Linked DNA regions of Hordeum vulgare: region 2 is linked to region 1. Evidence: chromatin contacts called from public Hi-C data. All regions are on one chromosome and are shown on one strand. Each heading gives the region's core, a stretch centred on a gene start, on an enhancer-like site or on the middle of the called end of the contact. The rest is flanking DNA. Distances are from core to core; before and after follow the strand shown.

What was found. A called contact is a pair of places that touch in the nucleus more often than the background predicts.
Region 2: a contact with region 1 is called in a Hi-C map of leaf, with 4 times the contacts expected there. The contact joins the promoter of LOC123427182 here to the enhancer-like site in region 1. A contact is called at or near these places in 2 of 6 Hi-C or Micro-C datasets (both in leaf).

Annotation. Positions count from the first base shown.
Region 1 is chr2H:550,179,896-550,183,141 of MorexV3_pseudomolecules_assembly, reverse strand. LOC123427181 (a long non-coding RNA gene) reads right to left here. Exons shown (of 4, transcript XR_006622373.1): 4 at 2,484-3,246. Among protein-coding and RNA genes, the nearest start is that of LOC123427181, 5.9 kb to the right of the region's middle. Within about 2 kb of position 1,266, at least 1 of the 3 cell types and tissues checked has open chromatin away from gene starts, as enhancers often do. A contact at or near this core is called in leaf, where this site is marked.
Region 2 is chr2H:550,497,790-550,500,983 of MorexV3_pseudomolecules_assembly, reverse strand. It overlaps LOC123427182, which reads left to right and starts at 1,722. Exons shown (of 2, transcript XM_045111161.1): 1 at 1,722-2,793; 2 at 3,118-3,194. The coding sequence starts at 1,734. LOC123427183 (2,3-dimethylmalate lyase-like) reads right to left here and starts at 1,570. Exons shown (of 8, transcript XM_045111162.1): 1 at 1,194-1,570; 2 at 536-747; 3 at 1-76. The coding sequence starts at 1,515.

The sequences.
Region 1 (3,246 bases), core at 17-2,516:
AAACAAAACTAAACCGTCTCCTATTATCTCAATATAGAGTATTTAACCAAAAACTGCCACAATTTTTTAAACCAAGCCTACAAACTATCATTTTACGATTTTGTCCTGAAAACTATTATTTTTTTCTAATCTGTGACTAAAAACTACCAAGTCTGAAAAAGTCTGATTCGTCTCATTTGAATTCGATTATGACAGTGTTGGCCCACACGTCAGGGTTGACGTGGCACAATAATCAACTCCGTTAAATTAACCGTTATGAAATCTAGGGACCACATGTAAGTTTCAGATTTGTAAATATTTTGTAAATTTCTTAAATTTTATACAAGTAACTAGTTAGATTAATCTAACCATGCAAGCCCAGTGGTCAGTGGCCCATTTAATTCTAACAACCCACTAACCCATCCCTACCCTAGCACTAACCCATCCCTACTCCTGCCCACTAACCATTGTTGTGGCCAAGTTGCCGCCGTAGGGAGGCCCCAGCCGCCGCGCCAGCAGGTCACCGCCGCGGGGAGGCCCGAGGCCGCCGCCCTGGCGCCCGCCTCGCCTGCAAGTCGCCGCTGCAGGGAGGCCCCGGCCATCACGTCTGCAGGTCGCCGTCGGGGGAGGCCCCCGGCCGCCGTCCGGTCGCCCGCCTCGCCTGCAGGTCGCGCTGTCTCCTCTAGATGCGGATGCGGCCGCGCCGCCGCATTACTTCATCTTCTCTGCCTCCGATGAAGGCCACTGCGGCGGCGACGGGGACTACCCCTGGTTTTCCTCCATGGGAAATTTTATAGGAAAGAGATAGAAATGACATATGGGTCCTAGATGTCAAAACGGTCAGTATAACTGTCAATTTAACGGAGTTGATTATTGTGCCACGTCAACCCTGACGTGTGGGCCAACACTGTCATAATCGAGTTTAAACGAGACGAATCAGATGCTTTTCAAACTTGATAGTTTTTAGTAACAGATTAGGAAAAAAAGAACAAAATCGTAAAGTGGTACTCCAGTTTGTAGGCATGGTTTCATGAATTATGATAGTTTTTGTTAAATACTCCTCAATATACTAAACTCGTGTCCCACTCCCATACAAGTTCCCCTAGTAGTTTTCTTATGGAAATAGATCTAGATCGTACTAGTAGACGCAAAGGAACGCTTTATTCCCGAATTCTCCCATGATAAAAATACAGAAAGTCCGAGCTACTAACTTTAGTAGTAACTGACCGGGACGGTCGATCGTGGCGCGTGCTGTCGGAATTCCTTCGCTCTCATAAAGGCGACCAACATCGACGTACCGCCAGACATCAATCCTCACGGAACCTCCTCCACCGTAAAATATGGCGACGATATCCAGCAGCATGCCGGCCGACGGCTGCTCGCTCCTCGAGGCGTTTTTTGTGATCCTGCTGCCGCTGCTCCTCCAGTACCTCTGCCGGCCGCTCCAGCGCCGCCGCACGCACGGAAGATATCGCTGGGAGGCGGATACCTTCGGCACCGTAGACGTTCGCGCCGGCGGCCAAAGCCAGAAGATGTTTCTGAGCTTGGACGATGAGGAGGACAGCACCGCCGGCAGAAGAAGAGCGCCGTGCCGTCCTCATCCGGCAGCGACGTCAAAGTTGAATTGCCGTCTAGCAACGATGAATAAACTACAGGCTTATATAGCCAGGATTACATTGCCGACAACTACGCTCAGCTGGCCGGGTGTATACACCTTTGTGCCCTGGCGACATGCCGGTGATGTCAAATTGTTGACATGTGAGGGGTCGGGTGACAACTTTCACGGCACGTTGCCGTGCGTGGAGGAGAGCACCGCCACCCGATGGCGAGCCACCGTGAACCTTCATCCGATGACATCAAAAAGACCGGCGGCATACAATGACGTGGAGACAGAGCCTAGCACTTCCACGGGCGCAGGAGGTCGATATCGATGGTCTGTTAACGAGTGCCTTTCAACGTCGGACATGTCGGTGTTTCAGTTCTGCCGCAATGTCCTACAACATGAGCTTAGTAAACATTATGCCGAAAGAATTTCGATCGACCCAAGTATCATACACGGTTGGGATCAACTATCGTGCTGGTGCACTATGTACGGAGGCCTAGATTCCCCCGCAAGATTTTCCAAGCAATGGAATGAACCCGTGGGATTTTTTGAACAATGGAACGAGCGACTATGGCAGGGCTATTCCTCCAAGGGAACTCCCGTGGAGGAGGACGACTCACGCGATTGCAAAGAGCATATATCCAAAGTTTCGAACGACGAATTCTTTGGAACAGATAAGGACTCATGTCTTGATCAAAGCAGTGTATGTTTCGACAGCCACACCAACGCGCATTGCAATGCGACAACGGCGACTTCAACGAGGTCGGCAGACTTTTTGTTGCATCGACCCATGGAGAACGCTACCGTGGCATCGTCGTCAATGTACACCCAGCTTGGTGGCAACAGTGACAACGATTCACCTGATTGGAGAGAGCTAACATTCAAAGATACGACTGACAAATTCTTTGGAACAGACTTAGACGCATGTCCTGATAACATTGTGTGTTCTGATAGCAATATCAACTCGCATTGCGGGGCGACAATGACGACTTCAAACAATACGATGGTGTCATCATCAACACAGCTTGGTGGCAGCAGCAATGACCCGACTAGCTCGGCAGCAGAGCAACCGGAGGATGGCAACAACGACCACAATGACGATTCTGATAGCATGAATAGTTCGATTATTACAACGGAACATAGGGATGTACCCAACGAGCAATCAACCGAGACGTCTACTGAAGTTGCTGAGACAAGTAGTACACCATGGCAGCTAATACCAGGATTCAGATTTCGCCCCACGGACGAGGATATCGTGCTCCACTATCTCAAGCCCAAAGTCTTGAATCTGGCGCTTCGACCACATAGCAGAAGAATAGAAGAGCTGGCCAATATTTATGCTCTGGACGCAGATGACATAAAACGTTAGTTCAGAAAACATCTTCTGTTGTATTGTTTCTTACTTTCTTTTTTTCGAAACGGATATTGTTTCTTACTTTCAGTGCATAAAGCGGTCATGGATGTTGTGATAGGCACGTGGGAGTATATTGTGATTATTACCACACAGTGGCATGACATTGTCTAATTCTTCTACGTATATATATGCACGCAGTTGACGAAGAGGACGGAGACAAAGAGCGACTAGGGTTCTTCTTCGTGCGCAAGCAAGCCACGGCATACAACAACGGGTGCTTCTACACCACCCCGGCCGGGTACTGGAGGAT
Region 2 (3,194 bases), core at 473-2,972, 320 kb before region 1:
CCTTTATGTGCATAATTGCTTCCTCTCTCGAGACAACTTTCCTTCCTTGTGTATGTCCACATGCTTTTGGTGACACCTTCAGAATACTATATGCATCATATCACTAAAGAAGGAACTTATCCAAAGGGAATAAGAAGGTTTATCATAAAAATAACGTCAGTCGTTTTATAATAAGGAACAGAACTATATCTACAAAATGCAATGGAAATGGAGTGATTACATGGTTTAAGTGCATAGTTCAAAATCAGGATAAATGATCCTTGATTGCTAGAATATGAATTATTTTATACTAAGAATGTGAGATATCAGCCAGGGTCCAGGCCAGAGACTTATTAGGGCAGTAGCATGGGTTGTTATTCAAAATTATAGTTAACATGAAACTGAATGCACAACCAGGATATGTAAAATCATATTAGGTTCTTATGAAGCACTCAAGTTCAGTGATGCAATAGTTTGTGCACATAAAATATGTTATAGAAGCAAAACAGCTTGAGAATTCAGTAAACAGCACAACATTGGCATAGTATCAAAATACCTGATCCTCAAGAATAATTCCAGCAAAACCAGCATTGATAAATCCTTTCACTGTCCTCTTGACATTCATACAGTTTCCATAACCATTATCGGCATCACCAATGACAGGTATAGATACGGCTTCAGTGATTAGACGCCCTTGATCTATCATTTCGCCATAGGAGATGAGACCAACATCTGGCAATCCAAGCCTTGCAGCAGATATTGAGAATCCTGAAAGACAAAACGCCGTTAATTTTTTCAGGATTGAAATCTTGTAGATCTCCTTTTACATAGCAACTACTACTCTCTGGTTCCATTTTCAAGTTCTGTCCGAGTGACCTTGACTGTACCAAGTGAAGAACAAACTTGTGGTGATCCGAGATGTGCAATGCCACTTGATTAATGTGCCCTCAACAGAAACCTAGCCAACATAGACCAGTACAAGAGCAAATTCTAACGCCAGTCTAAGGTTTCATCATCTTCATGGCATATGTGGTGTACAAGGCAGTATAGGTATAACACTCACAATTCAGTCTCACAGAATGACAGAAACATGGTGACACAGCAAGCACCCGTTGCGATGTTCAGGAATTGGAAGTATGGTACACTATATACTACTATGAATCTATGATAGGAGTGAGACGAATTCCTGCAGAAGCAAAAGCGCGAACACGTACCGCTCGTGAAGCAGGCCCTGAACCCGGCGCGCTCGACGAGGCGGGCGCTGAGCGCGTCGTAGCAAGCGGGCGCCTGGTGGGCGCCCGGCGTCTCCAGCACTCTCCGTAGCGCCGCCGCGGGCTGCTCCTCGGCGCCCGCTCCGGCGCTCCCTCCAGCTGCGGCGTAGGAGCAGCGCGGGGAGATCCGGGCGCGGGTGGACAGGGGAGGGGCTCGGCGCCGGTGGAGCGGGGGCGGCCGGACGCGGCAGGATCCGGCGCGGCCTGAGGTGCACGGGGACGGCGAGGCGGGCGGCTGGTGCAGCAGAGCGGCGTAGCACGCCATTGCCACTGCCCGCTTGGAGAAAGAAATCAGCTCCTCCACTATGCACCAGTCCCAGTCTCGCTGCCTCCCCGGTCCCACTTTGTCAGAAATCCCCACGCCCCACGCCCCACGCCGAGCTGGTTGAGCCCAACCCTCCGAGCCTGTGAAATGGCCCACGAACGCAGACCCAGCAGCAGTTGGTCCTTGCCTTCCGGCCACAGCCCACGCCTCCGCCCGCCATGCCGCCGCCGCCGGCGACGCTGCCGGACGAGCTCCACGAGGAGATCCTCCTCCGCCTCCCGCCGGACGACCCCGGGTGCCTCTTCCGCGCCTCCCTCGCGTGCAAGCCCTGGCGCAGCCGCCTCGCCAGCCCCGCCTTCTCCCGCCTCTACCGCGAGTTCCACGGCACGCCTCCCTTGCTGGGGTTCTTCGAGAACGACGAGACGGTAATGTGCTTGTTTTCTCCCTTGTCCCCCACCTCCCCGTTCTTCCCGATCCACCCCGGCAAGTGCAGCCTCTTCGTTCTCGACGCTCGCCATGGCCTCGTCCTCTCAAACACTCTCGGCCCGGACGGCGAACCCCTCTGCCTCATCGTGTGGGACCCCGTCGGCCACCGCCAGTGGCGGCTGTCCTTGCCGGAATTCGTGGACTATCCAACCGTCCCGGACTGTTCGGCGGCGGTGCTCTGCGCCGCCGATGGCTGCGACCACCTCGACTGCCCTGGCGACCCCTTCCGTGTGGTCTACGTGGGCACCGATGACGATGGGATTGCACAAGCTTGCGTCTACTCTTCCGAGTCCCGTGCCTGGAGCCCCGTGACGTCTTGTGAGCACCCTGACTTGCCCCTGCACGTCTGGCTCTGTCGGCCCAATGCGTTTGTGGGAGATGCAGTCTATTTCTTGTGCACTGAGGAAAATGTTGTCCTGCGGTATGACTTGTTCAGCCAGGAACTATCGATGATTCACTGGCCAGCCATGCACAGTTGGAACTCCGGGTATATCCTTATGCCAACGGAGGACGGTGTGCTGGGATGTGCCAATCTGCACGAGTCCACGCTCCAACTATGGTCGATGGAGGCTGGCACAGACGGGGCCGTGAAATGTGCAATACGCAGAGTGGTTGACCTGCAGAACTTGCTACCCTCTCGCCCCAGATTTTTGGTCAGCTGCGCCAATGGGGTTGATGTCTTTTTCGTGGGGACAGATCTTGGCACCTTCACAGTTGAGATTAATTCAGGCCGAGTCAAGAAGGTATCCAGCGGCACTGAAGTCATTCCCTACATGAGGTTCTACACTCCAGGTACTAGCATCGTCAAACCTGTTGCTTTCCTATGACTTGTGAATCGCTTAACAAAAATAAGTAATACTCCCTCCGTAAAGAAATATAAGAGCGTTTAGATCCTAAACGCTCTTATATTTCTTTACGGGGGGAGTACTTCAGTTAGCTACATGAAGTTTAGGCGATGGTACACAAGAATGACTTTTGTGAAATTAGATATAGCAATGTCATATACTCCCTCCGTCCCAAAATAAGTGTCTTAACTTTGTACTAGCTCTAATACAAATTTGTACTAAGCTTGAGACAGTTATTTTAGGACGGAGGGAGTATAATGTATATTTTCAGATCTAGCTGGGGGCGTAACCTCAGAGAACGTTGAGATGACCCAAGGCGAACATCATGATCTGCTGTTGCCAAACACA